Regions from separate parts of the Zea mays genome. Here region 1 is linked to region 2. The links are chromatin contacts, called in public Hi-C maps. All regions are on one chromosome and are shown on one strand. The core of a region is the stretch at or near the end of the contact, and the rest is flanking DNA. Distances in the headings are between cores, read along the strand shown.

Region 1 (7,143 bases), core at 4,640-7,139, 190 kb after region 2:
TGGAAAGGGAAAAACAAAGGAGAAAAGAGAAAGAGAACTGACCCTTCAACTTACACAACTTTCAAGAAGCAATCAATTTTTTTCAAGTACCTCCCATACTGGAAGGATATGGAAATTTGCCACAGCATTGATTTGATGCATGTAACAAAAAATGTTTTTGACAGCATCATTGGAACCTTGTTGGGCATGTCGAGTAAGACAAAAGACGGACTCAAATCACGCAATGATCTAGTAGATCTTCAAATCAGGCCGAAACTTCATCCAGTGGATAGTGGCAAAGGGAAGCCTTACCTCCCCCCAGCTAGCTACAACTTGTCAGTTGAGGAGAGAACATAGATTTGCAAATGTTTGCGTGGGGTCAAAGTGCCCACAGGTTTCTCATCCAATATCAGCAGACTAGTCAGGATGAAGGACTTGTCTCTATTTGGCTACAACTCTCATGACTGCCATGTGATGATGACGGTGTTCCTCCCAATTGCGGTAAGAGCCCTCGAAACAGAGCATGTCAAAGTTGTCATCACACGCTTGTGTTACTTTTTCAATGCGGTTTCACAAAAAGTAATAGCTTTAGAAGACTTGGACTATCTAAAGGCATACATCATCGAGACTATGTGCAAGCTTGAAATGTGTTTTCCTCCATCATTTTTTGATATGCAAGTACACCTAATCATACATCTCGTGGATCAGATAAAAATATTAGGGCCACTATATTTACATCATATGTTTCAGTTGGAGCGATATCTGGGAGTATTAAAAGGTTATGTGCGAAATCGCGCTCACCCAGAGGGTTCAATCATGGAGGGATACACTACAGAAGAAGTGATTGAGAGCTGTATAGATTACATCAGTGACGGAACAATGATAGGTGTGCCTGTACCTAAACATGAGGGTAAACTATGTGGGAGAGGGAGAATGGGCAAGAAAACTTTTCGCGTTGAGGATTACAAGCTAGTACATTGTGCTCATGGTAGTGTACTACAACTTCTCACGATAGCCGAGCCTTACATAGAGGAACACCTGGATGAGCTTCGTAAAGAAAATCAGAACCGCACAGAGGACTGGATCATGAGGGAGCACAAGCATCGTTTCAACGAATGGTTAATGGACAAAAACATCCCATTCAGAGACTCTTTGGAAGAGAAAACAATGAAGAATTTGGCTTCTGGGCCATCGTGTTTTGTGACATCATGGCAAGCATATGACATCAATGGGTACACATTCTACACTAAATCAAAAGACATGAAAAGTGTTGCACAAAATAGCGGTGTTCGTATCGATGCTTTTGACCTACATGGACAGAAAACCACATATTTTGGATTCATAGAGGAAATATGGGAACTTGATTATGGCCCAAGCATGAAAATACCCTTATTTAAGTGCCAATGGGTACAACATCCCGTGGGGGTGATAGTGGATAACTACGGACTCACACTAGTAGACTTAAAGAAAGTAGGATATAAAGATGACCCGTGAGTTCTCGCCGAATGTGTTGCACAAGTGTTCTATGTACTCGATCCAGCAGACGAGAAGATGCATGTAGTTATTTCTGGAAAGCAAAAAATTGTTGGAGTTGAGAATGTGGGAGACCAAGATGAGGAATACAATAAGTATGAAGAGATGTTCGTCTTTAACGGTCCAGAGAGAATCAAGCGTGTGGAAAAGAAAATTGATAAGAACTTAAAGCCATACATGCGGAAAAATGGTAGTTCATGAAAAATTGTATGAATCAAATTGTATTTGTTACCATGTATGATCGATTATGAATTGTGGTTGCCAATTAATTTAAAATCTCTCTAGTTATCTATGTGTGCTATTATAATTCATTTAAATTGTATTTGCATATTATTATTAAAAACTAAATATTAATTCATTTAAATTGTATTTGCATATTTCTGTTAAAAATTAAAATTATTTTTATATTTAAATTGTATTTTCATATTTTCACAATCACAGGCGGTTTTTCATTAGGGTCCGTTTGAGAAAAGGATAGAACACCACAGACGATTCTAAACAAAAACCGCTTGTGATACTATTACATCACAGGCGTACCGAACCGCCTGGTACATCACAGACGGTTTCTAACCGAACCGTCTGTGATGTAAAAAGCCTATCGCTTGTATAGAGCCAAATTGTACTAGTGGGAAAAGATGACCGCAGGGAACAGTCGCGCCATATTTCAGCGCCCTGCCCACATGCAAAGCCTGTGACTGTGAATGTGATGCGGCAGGCATGCAGGGTCGTCCTGCCACTGGGCCCCTCGGCATGCATTGCATCGTTAGTCGTTACCAGTTACCACCGGAAAAAAATTCTACGCGGCAGGGCCGTAAAGCCACCACCGTGCGCTCCTGATGTCGATGCCTGCCGCGTGGAGCTCTTGCGTATCTAACGCTCCCACGACAATCACCCTTCCAGACGGCTCGAATTACATACGACAGGATCGGCTCGGCTCTACTCCGTTCTGTTCGCTTCTGCTTTAGGTGCGTGCCTAGCAGATGGTGAGGCGGCGTCGCGCGGCCCTTCCGACGGCTCGCCGGCCGCGCTACGGGGCCTGCTGCAGCAGCCCCTCCTCCACGCCTACGAGGCCAAGGACCCGGCCGCGTGCATGGACATCCGGCGCCCTCGTGGAGCGGCGGCTGCCTCGCCACGTCCGTGTTCGTCTACTTTGGAGCCTATTCCCGGAGGAGGACAATCTGGACAAGCTGTTCCTAGGCAGCAACCTAAGCCTTTGGCAAGGATGCTACAGCTGTTTTGGAGCTGATTCATTCTCCCCGGGCACGTGCCTTACCTCGCGTCTGTCTGGTGTTCGACAAAATGCACATGTGGTCACAAGCTTGGCAGAATGCAGTCAAGAGATGGGTACTCAGAACTGTCTTATGCAGTCAAAATTTCAATCTAGTGTTCCTGAACTTCTTGCAGGTACAAAGAGCAGTCAAGAGCAGAAGTGTGTGTCTGTGATTGTTATGAAGTATAGAGCATAACTCTGTCTTGCAATATTGAGCTCATTAGGTGAAATTGTGCCTGTAAAAGAGCTTTGTATTTACCTGTCTGTTTGTGCTTTTGTGCAATGGAATAAACAATGATATTATACTGAATAAACATGAATGTTCTGAGACAAATCATTTCGAACTGCAATTGCAATATTTAATGACATTGAACTGGGATTGTCAGCTTTGAATGAACCGGCCAGCTCGTACTCCATTATTACAAAGTTACTAGTAGAATTTTCTACACGTGAACTTAAATTTTCCAAGTATGCTACTACTGATTGTACTCAAGTGTCCCTGTGCACACTCACATGAGCTAGCATCTGCCGATGCTCTTTTCCTTCTCTTCCAGTTGGTAGTCTTTTCGGTCTGAAATCTAGATTGTCAGATATTCTCGTTATTTGGCAATCCATCAAACTGCAACTTCTTAACTACTGAAGCAGCACCTTGATCAACTCCAAGTAAAAGACTTGTGTATCCTCCTTGTACACCCTGAGCATCCATTTCTGAAGAACTCAAATACATATTAAAGTGTGGCATTGTGGCATTAACATAACCACCCTGGATCGTTGGAATTGCCACAGTTGAAGGATGAACAAACATATCAGAGGCTTCATGGCTGTTTTCAGTTGTACTATTTTGAGCATCTCCTGTAATCAAGAATACAAGTTATAACAGATAAGAAATTAAATGGAACACTACATAGTGGAAAAATCATCAAGAAGCTTGGTAGAATCAATACCTTTCTTGTTACCACTTTTTTCTTCCCTTTTCTCTTTTCAAGCGATGTGGTTGATCGTTTATTTTTTGGGCCTTTTACCACAGGGGGAGCTCTAAATGATATTTTACCTGTTATTGTATCTGTACAGCACTCAGTAAAACTGTAGGAACCTCATTAGCTTTTTCTTGCACCTTGCATATAGAATTATCTGCGTCCAGGTCCAGCTTATCTATGGCTTTCTCCAAATCATCAAGAAGCTCTTTTGATAGTGAACACTTCAATGCAATAGATGTCGCCTTCCGTGAGATACGTGCTGCTTGGGTTGTCAAATTTTAATTCTCTGTTCCTTGTTTATTATCAGAAATTTCACGTTTTGCATATTTTGTCCATCTATTCAGTATATATTGTGATGGCAAAACAAAAACATCATTTATGTTGAAGACTTTCAGGGCATGCTTGCATAATATACCTGCAATATATGGATGTTGTACCAAGGATTGGAGCAAAAGGCATTTCAAACTTATTAGTTTGAAAGGTGGTGTCAAATGACACAGCATCACCAAAGCATCCATAATCCACGATAGACTGACCATCTGCCCAAAAGAAATTAGCTATACGACCTTTATTGGGTCCATCTTCCTGATCTATATCAATTGCATAGAAAAATGTAGGATCCTCACGTTGCTTATTCTTCAAGTAGTTGCATAGTGTTTGTGCATCATTAGATTCTAAGTATTTCTTGCGCTCACGGCCAATCTCATTGTTGCAGTCCATCCTCGAGTATGGCACTTTGTCAGCTCCTCCATAAAATTCTTTCATGAACTCATACACCTGGGCAGGTCTCATCCCAGCTTCTCGTATCTGTCCAATTAGCTTTCTGTCTGCTTCTGTGACACGTCGTTGGGATCTTAAATTTTTCTTCTTATTTGGACTAGCAAGATAATGATTATGATCTACTATAATCTTTTGCACTATCCAAATCCATTCTTTACTAACACTGAATTGAACACGAGCACCACAACCTGTCCTTGTTATGCCCTTCGATGACTCACTTTTCCCAAATCCTTCATTACTGCAAACTAAATGTTTCATATATAAACTACCATCTGGCCGGTGTTTTGTTGTACCTTTTCTAATACTAAATCCAATCTTACCAGCATAACTGTTATACATCTCATAAGCACTATTCTCTGATTCAAAAGCCATTCCAACTTCTGGAACAAATGAAGTTTGTTGAATTTTATTAGCGACCTATTGTACAGGGTAAAGAAAACGTAAGCATATTTATGCATGATCAAACTACATCAAAGAGAAATAATCGATGAAAGAGACATCTAGGTGACCATACCTGAGTTCCTTGTGCGTCTTCATCTCCATGTTCCACGGCAACTACATTTATCTCGTCGTTCTCGTACCCGACGACTTCACGATCTCCATCAAGTGGACAGATGAGTTGATCGACCTCTATGTTGGCTGCTGGACCTGAGGATGAGGAAATATCCATGGCACAACCGTCACTTGGCAAACGAGGAAGACAGCAGCCACCGGTCATGCGTGGCAGCGGCAGCGGCTTCAATATGATCGTTGCAGGACTTGTTCTTTGGAAGCTACGATATGTAATGGCGCAACCGTCACTTGGCAAATGAGGAAGACGGCGGCCACCAGTCACGCGTGGCGGCGGTGGCGGCGGCTTCAATATGATTAGCAGGACATGTTTTTTGGAAGCCAAGATACGTATCTGTATGGAAGCGTATGGAAGCAACGATGGTAAAGCGAGCCGTTCTGTAAGCCAAGCCGCGTATACGTCCGAGGCTTAGCCGAGCTGCGTATACGTCCGAGGCTTTATCCATGAGATGCAGATGCCGTTGAATATCCACGCGTCGTTAATCGGTGCCGGGCCGCACCGGCGGCCTCGTGCGGCACGGCCGCGTGCAATTTTTTTCCTTACCACCACCTTGCTTTACTCCTTGCTGCACACAACCCTAGTAGCAGTCTTGGTGGAAAGCAACAGGCCTTGGTCATGGCCAATTGGCCATGCGTTGTGCAGTTGAGCTAGCTAGGGGGGCAGGCCTAGGGTGCAGTATATTAAGTGTTTTTTTTCGGCCGTTTACATCCCTAATCTCCACGAGGCCCATGGTCTCCATCTCATGCATGCATGACATTGCAGGTAAGATCACAGTGAAACAGGAGTCGTCGGGTGGGGCAATAAAAGCCCCTTGAGAAACGGCTTGCAAGTTGCCAGATTGCAATGGAGCTCTGCAGTCTCCAGAGACCAGAGTCCAGAGCAAGGGGGGGGGGGGGGGGGGGGGGGGGGCAAGCAGAGATGATGATTTTACCAACGGTCCGGGCTCACATAGGATTCTTGTTATATTTTTCAGTGTGTGAGAGAGAGTCAATGAGTCGTCGTCTACGAGGACGGGATGCACACATGGAGGCAATCAAGCGAGCACAGTGGCCATCAGTTCATGGTCGCGGCAGTCTCCTCTCCTGGCGAACAAGTGAGAGCTAGCGAGACGCAGAGAAATGCCGGCCATGCATGGAAGCTGTTGCCTGCTCGCAACAGCATGTTAAACACTTGGCATCGTAGTCTCTCAGGCAAAGTGGAGTGGAGCACGATGGGTCGGTCTCATCAGAGTCTCAGACCACAGGTAGCTGCTTAACACCAACAGATCCATGGCAGCTAGCACTGTTAGAAATAAACCAGCGCAGCAGTTTTCCGTGCGCGTCGCTGATAGATGGCATTGCATTGGCGTGCGTGTGTCGTGTTGTTTAGTTTGCATGTGTGTGTTCATCATGCGTAGTGTGCGTGCATGCAGGCAGCAACCTGGAGGCGTGGATCGTGTGGCGAGCCGGCCGATTAGCATGTGCAGCGTTTGAGCGCAACACTGCAGTGTCCTTGGTACTGTTCATTCGTCTTCCTCCGTCTACCAATCTCTGTTCTTAAGTGTCCTGTACGTTTGAGCGCCCCTTCGTTTCACCAACAACAAGCACAGAGACTTCTCTACAGTTCACAACACATGGGCAAAACAAACCGGCCAGGAAGCTCTGCTCAACTGCCAGCAACAAGTAGCTCGGTCATACAGGGAACAACCGCTGCTACGATCTTTGACTTTGTTAAGAGGACAGAGGCTTAATTTATTAGAGATATCAATCATGCATGTCTGAGTAAAAGCACTAGGTTGTGACTTGTGAACAACTTAGAACCGGGACACAGGACTAAATCAGGAGCAAGCTCTTTAAAGGCCGGCCTAAAGTATTGTTGATCATTGACAACAGGACGATCTGATAAAGTTTGAAGCTTTAGTTTGAGAGAGTTTTGTGTTCTGATAAAGTTATCTGATTCGGTTTATTTTCGTTTTGTTTTTTGTTTGTTTTGATAATATTTAATTCTATTTTTTGTATTCGAGTTTTTTTATTCTGGTTCTGGTTTTTAAAAAA
Region 2 (6,893 bases), core at 396-2,895:
GGCTATATATTGCTATACCCTAACACACTGCTTATAGTCAGATGAGATCATTGCTTGTCTTAAGTATCGGTAAGCAGTATAGTATTTGGCAGCAGTGCGATTTAGCACATGAGCAAAAACTGATGAGCACTCACAATAATCTAAACTGAGGTTATGGTGCTAAATTTGTGTGCATACTGAGACACAATAAATGCAATTAATGTGTCCATATGTCAATAAAATTATGTGGTCATTCATTAACCAATTGTATTTTTTCCCCTTACCAAGGGTTATCGAGGAAATTGATATGATGGTTACCACCACAGCGTCACCAAGTAAAATACTAGTCTACCATTACTCGTATATACAGAACCAATAAGAGAGGAGCCCTACTGAAGCCTCGGTGGCCGTGAATTCAAAGAATTTGGCCTCAGCTTCAAGGTCAGCGATAGTTGCCTTCATTGCTTCGACTTGAGCTTCCAATTCCTGCCCCCTCCTGTGCAATATATTAGTCGTCTGCTTAGCCGACCTCTCTGCATAGTACCCCTCACCCAGAAGCACCTAAGACGCAATGCAACCCCATGAGCAAGAAATTGATGGGCTGACAGAGACTGAAAATTAAAACTGTTCCATGGCGGAAACCATACCAAGAGTTCATTTGTGTGTATTAAACGCCCTGGGAAAAAGGCGGCGCCACCAAAGGGAACCTGCAATCCATAGTTCTTTTTTGAGAGAGAAAAAAATATTGTTGGGAAATATTTAAAACACACAAGATGGCACTAAGAGACCAGTATTTCCCTATGTTGCAATCACAGGATCCTTACAGCACCACAAAAGGAATCTCCTCAAGCTCCAAAATCAATTGAGAATGTAAATCTAGACATTGAAGACAGTAGTCCCTGTGTATAGCTAAAGTACACCAAATGCCTAGAAGTGGACGATTGGAGGAGACAAGTTACTAGTACCAGTAATTAGGAAGGAGTAACTCAGCTTTCAGACTGCCAGCAAACTAACAAATGATGGAATCGGAAACAGCAGGCGAGCTACCAAATCTATCTCTGGAAGAAGACACGACACGAATGGCTGCTAGTTCAGACTTGAGAGAGAAGGTAAGGACCATGATATCGTGAGAGAGTTCGTCGGGGAGCCTGTTGACGAGGGAGACGAGGGCGGCGTTGTCGGCGGCGAAACCCTGGAGGCGGGCGAGCTCGGCGCGGCGCCCAGCGACGGACTCGGCCACCCTCGCCACGGCCCTCTTCGTCTCCTCCGGCGAGAACACGGTGCCCAGCGGCGTCGCCGTCCCCTTCCTCGGCGCAGCCATCGCCTCTCCGCTTCGGCACACACACAAAAAAAACGCTACGGCACGAACTGCAAACCCAGCACTGCCTCAGCGCGTTCTCGCCCGAGAGCCCCGCTCTGTGCTTAATTGGTTTGGCCGAGCGCGTGCGCGAGTCGCTTCTCCCAGACTCGGAGCACAGTAGGGGGAAAGGCCGAGGGACAGCGACAAGAAAAGCGATGAATCTAACCAGCCCGGATGGAGGTCGCCTCTCCCTCCCTCGCCGTCGATGGAAGGCTGGGACTTGGGACTAGGAGTGGTACTAGCGATGGAGGCTGGCCGGGTGGGACTTGGGACTCGGAGCGGTAGCGGGGAGAGAAGCTTGAGAGAGAATAAACGGGAGGCGGCGGTTGCGGACTGGGAGCTCCGTCTGGACGAAGGGAACCCCTGTCCGACACCAGACAACCCCGGTAAGGTATGCACCAGCGGCCCAGCCCAATAAAACGAAATTCTGCGGCCCAATAATGTGTCGATGGCTGGACGCATGGTGCAGTGCAGGAGTCCTGTCTATATTTGCCGCTGGAAGGTCCACACTGCTTGGTTAGTTCGACGGTCTGCATTTGTCTCGTACAAGACACCCGCAGCCTTTGTCTGTTCCTCGTCATCACCGTGTGCCGGCCCGTCCCTTTCGCTCGTCACATGCTCCCGTTACCAACACGTACAGGCAAACACGCAGCCGAACAGAACCTGGACTTTGTCCCTGCACTCCCCGGACGCCTGCCTGCATCTTGTATTCCCTCATTCCCACGAATCCCACCTTGGTTTTCACGACCAAGACATGATGGTTTACATTCCCTTTGGCTTGTTTGTTCATTTATTTAGTTTTTTCTGCGGCACCGGCTGTCTGGCACGGTCACACAATGCATCAGATAGAAACATATCAGGTGTACATGAGTATTTGATATACACAGGATGCACATGAGCTAACAAAGTAAAAAAAAAAACTTAAAAATTTCATACATCTGCTTTCCATTCTACTCCTATTATATTAAAACTAGGTGAGTGCCCGTGCGTTACAACGGAAATATATAATACTACGATAACTTATGTATAAATATGTATTATATTGTTATGAGAAAAGATTTCATAATCCATTTGTAATCCTAGCTATACATAAATTTTGTTATAGTACAATACCCGATCGTTGCGACGGAGTATAAGTTATGTCAATATTTGGAGACACTCCTTAACCAATATTTGAGCTACATCCTTCATGGTGAAAACCAAATCCTTTGTCAATAATTCAGCATAAACACATGTGGTTTTGAAAGATACGCTAATTAGCATAAACAAAAGTAGCGACAATTTCAGCTCACCATATAGCCGTAGCATAATTGCTACAATTTGAGTTGCAAAGTCATTTATTACATTGCCCTTTGCAACAACTCCCAATGCATTGGTCCAATATTCATATTGAATCTACAAGAATAGTTGTGATTATGATAGAGTTTATAGTAATCTAGCTACTTCAACTCCTCCAAGGACTGTTGCATCCATTAGCTAAGAGTTACTGGGAAGAGCAGTGGAGAAACCTACATAAGGGCATGTACAGTGGTGTTTAATGTGGGGGCTCTTAAGGTGTTTTAGGGGGTTATTTGTAAAAAAATCTTAGAGCCGTCTCTCCGTGAAGAGACGCCTCTGGCTCGTAAACCAAGTAACAACAGACGTCTCACTTCCCACTGTACGAATTTGTCGTCTGTTCTATCGATCTGATGCTATACAAATACATTTAATTCTGTATTTATTAATAGACTACGTTTATAGACACTCCATTGTACAATAGAGTCTCTTAGTTGTCTCCTGTACTTGGAGAACCGTTTTGGTGTCTCTCCACTGTACATGCCCTAATAATGGAACTGCTCTTAAGGAGAGTGATATTAAGAGTCTTTCTTATAAGAGATCATTAAAGCAATCTTTGAGTCAGAGGCTTGGTTTATCTAGGACAGAGTCAAATCCTTCTCCAGTTAAGGTAGTTAGTGTGAACAATGACACAGAAAATTCAGTGAGACGGTGTCTTCTAAACTCTTATTTGCATAAAGTAGTACAATCTAGTGAAGTTATTGGAAAATTTGAACAAGATAAATTTCCTATCGTGTCGATTCACAAGGAGATTGTTCTGAGTTTTGAAAGGTCATCACAGCTAAAGATTAAAGCAGACAATGAGAATTTAATAGTAACTCCACCAAGTGTGGCAAAGTTCAGTCCACATATAAATTCACCGGTGAAGCATAATGATGAGAGTTCAGCAGAAAGAACAGACGCTTGTTGTAGTGGCAAGAATTCTCTAGTGCTTTATACAGCTAGGGCTGGCAATGAACATGAGAATTGTCATGACAATGATTCTGAGGACAAGTATTACTTCAAATTCATGTGTCGACGATGATGATAGAGATTAAGTCTTGCCTGAAGAATCGTCCAGCTCCAATTGTGAGGACAAAACTGTCTCGAAAGAAATAGTCTGGAGCAGATGTAGATCGAGTTAGACCCTTGGAGAAAACTACGGTACCTAATGAAAGAAAGCCATTTATTAACAAGCTACAGTGGTTGTTGAGGTTTGGCAGACCATCAGCTGAAGGCAATGTGGTGGAGAAGGGCAATGCGCAGGCATCATCGAATAATAAAGTTGGTGCAGTTCCTCCTTGCTCTTCACCTGCTGATGCGAGTTCAAATAACTCCTGCAGTGACATAAATTTGGCGTATGGCAATAATAAGAAGGTGATGGGCACACTGAATAAGATTTGGCAGAACATGCTCGAAAACAATGACATTAGAATATAAGAAATACTTAAGCAACACAGACAAAAGACCTTGTAAATCTAAGTAATACTAACATATTATATAGAAAGGTACAAAATGGACAAAACTATCCCAACCATTGAGCTCATATTGTAAGACCCAATTCAAATGACCAAAACTCAGAATCAGATATGCATAGTTAGGTGCCCGTGCGTTGCAGCGGCACACAATCAATTCGATAAAATGTTCGTGCACAACGATTACATAAAAGCAAATACCACAAAAATTATCGACCTCAATAGCTCACAAATTCGTTGGCAACAACACATAACTAACCTGATACAAATCAAATTATACTACAATTCGAATATCAGAAAAAACAAAGTCTAAGAAGTGAGTACAATGTCTAAATCATATATTAAGGTGCCAGTGCTAACGCTACAATGACATAAATAATATAGAAGTGTACAGGTGGCTTTAGTAGGAAAAAAGATAAAGCATAGAAGTGTACATATTGCATATAGGCATAGGGTAAACTAAACCGTAATCCCGTGAAATATCCAATCATAAAAAACAAAAACATGTGACCATAATACATTCCATGTGATCAAGTAAATAAATGCTAGAAGAAAAAGCTTACTATTGGAATTAAGGTAAACTTACTATTGGTGCAAAACGGATGGATAGAGAGATTAGGTGGTGCGTAGCCTCATCAGCTCAGATAATTGTCTGATTGATTTCAGTAGAGCATAAAGCAGCCGGTTTGCTCGTGTGCCAGGGGCCAATTAACAGAGAAGGTAGTGGACTGGGCAAGCTTTAAGACCGAAGCCTGTATAGAAGGCAAAACAAATTTGGTAACTGGTTTGAGTAATAGACAAACTGGTGAATAGGTTGGCAAATTATTGTTCAAACGTTACAACTATTTTACTTATTAAAATCAAGCTGGTAAAGCAGGATGTCGTAGCCAAAAAAGCAGACCAAGTAACCAAATCAGGCATGTCGAATTGGCCATGTAGTTCCATGCTCTAAACAACCTTGTAGAGATACAAAAATTCAACCAATCATGTCTCAAAATGCTTGCGGCTTCCATTTTTTCTCTAGCATTTGATTTGTCACGACAAGCAGAAATAGAAACCAGACAAAGCATGAAACTTACAGGAAAAGATGGGCTCGTGGAATATATCATCTTCTAGTGAACCTTTCGCAATCATCCATATTTCAGAATGAGTGCATGAAGCCTTTTACCAATGCTTGGTATATCCTCTGTATTGATCAATTGTAGTCGTACAGTACAAGTGAATGAAAAGACGGTCAGCAAGTATACTCACACCAAAACTTATTTTGGAAAGCAGTCATTAACAGAGTGCAGAGACACATTCAACATCTCTACATAAGAGCCTTGTTAAGGTTGGCATTACAACCACAAGACAATAACTAAGTAAGGGGGCTATGGAGATAGGGATTTCATATCCAGTAAGGATAGAAATGGATAAAAAAGAGGCATTAAGAAATCAACAAAAAAAAATAAGTGTAGGAAAACAAGCTATGGTTCTAGATACCACTTGCATAGGTTGTATCCTAAAGACTATAGTTCTACATTAATATAAAAAGCTTGATTACTTGCTTCGCATGATTCACACGATCACAACCAAGATGACACCTTACCTAGAGATTGTGCTTACTTCCAATTCACCTGTTCTTTTTGGATTGGTGCTGAATTTATTTCTTGCAAAGTAAGTTTATTTCTCCTAGAACATAAGCCATTTAATTTTACCTTTTTGCAAAAAAACAATCTAAAACACACACCTCTGAATTTACTGAACAACAGTCTAAATTGGGTACCAAATTTGAGGCGCCAAATCTGAGGCACCAAATTTACATTTTCCATAGAATTGGGTGCCTGACACCTCTAAATTTACTGAACAACAGTCTAACCGACACTCGACTTATATCTCTATACTTATATGTAGATCAAAGGGCAGCATAAACAGAGCACTGCTGTCCTGTCGACATATACAGAGCACTGCTAACGTCCAAAGCATCCATGGTGCTGGAGCAAATGACCCATTTGGTGGCACACATTTATTATACCTATCATGGTGCTCGACATGAATCTGACGCTTCATGGGCCTCACGTATGCAATGCAAAAGCAAGAGCAGCAATAGGATGATGATTAGTAATTACGTGGAGGCAGTTGAGCGCGGACTCGACGAGCTTGACGTGCTTGGTCTCCACGGCGAGGCGGGTGGCTGCAGCACCAGGCACCAACTCGGCCTGCGGCCCATCGAGCACGCGCCCAGCTGACCCAAGCGCCTTCGTGATGACTGCGCCCTCTGCCGTAGCCCCCTTTGAAGCTATCTGGAACGACACGAACCACGCAGAGATCATCACAACTCCAACATCAGCCGCCATGAGATCCCAATGCGAGGGAGGAGAGGGTAGAAAGGGGCCGCACGGACCGAGACATCACTGAATGGATTGCTGCAGCGCGGCAAACTTGCCGCAGTTGGCCTATGCGTGACGAATCACCCGCTTTAGATTAGAAAGGGGTCGCACTCGCACACATCGAAGGCCCCACAGCGCCCGCCATGACCGCGGTCGCGGAGACAGGAGAGGGGTTAGATCCGAGGAGGGGGATGGGCCTGGGATGGCGAGGGCGCGAGATCTGAGACGGAGACAGTGTGGACCCACGGTGGTTGGGGTAGCCGTCGCATGCCGCGGTGGTGCCGTTCTCCAGATCCACGATGCAACAAATTCGAATCTTGAGTAAGCTGGAGATGAGGGGATTAGATCTTACCATCTTGCGTCGTGCTGCGGCGGAGGGAAGCGCGTTTGATGCGG

Evidence for each region. Hi-C and Micro-C count contacts between places; a contact is called where the count stands out from the background.
Region 1: a Hi-C map of ear shows a contact between it and region 2, with 2.3 times the contacts expected there. The contact joins the promoter of LOC103636329 here to the promoter of LOC100383656 in region 2. A contact is called at or near these places in 3 of 25 Hi-C or Micro-C datasets (bundle sheath, ear and tassel).

The regions. Positions count from the first base shown.
Region 1 is chr8:166,424,851-166,431,993 of Zm-B73-REFERENCE-NAM-5.0, forward strand. LOC103636329 (protein FAR1-RELATED SEQUENCE 5-like) reads right to left here and starts at 5,890. Exons shown (of 3, transcript XM_008658683.2): 1 at 5,054-5,890; 2 at 3,727-4,956; 3 at 3,128-3,634. The coding sequence starts at 5,257. The coding sequence ends at 4,132.
Region 2 is chr8:166,235,394-166,242,286 of Zm-B73-REFERENCE-NAM-5.0, forward strand. It overlaps LOC100383656 (Prefoldin chaperone subunit family protein), which reads right to left and starts at 1,646. Exons shown (of 11, transcript NM_001176300.1): 1 at 1,097-1,646; 2 at 627-686; 3 at 373-540. The coding sequence starts at 1,300. It overlaps LOC103636324 (a long non-coding RNA gene), which reads right to left and starts at 6,716. Exons shown (of 6, transcript XR_557940.3): 1 at 6,237-6,716; 2 at 5,208-5,314; 3 at 4,715-4,880; 4 at 3,879-3,990; 5 at 2,632-3,773; 6 at 2,397-2,524.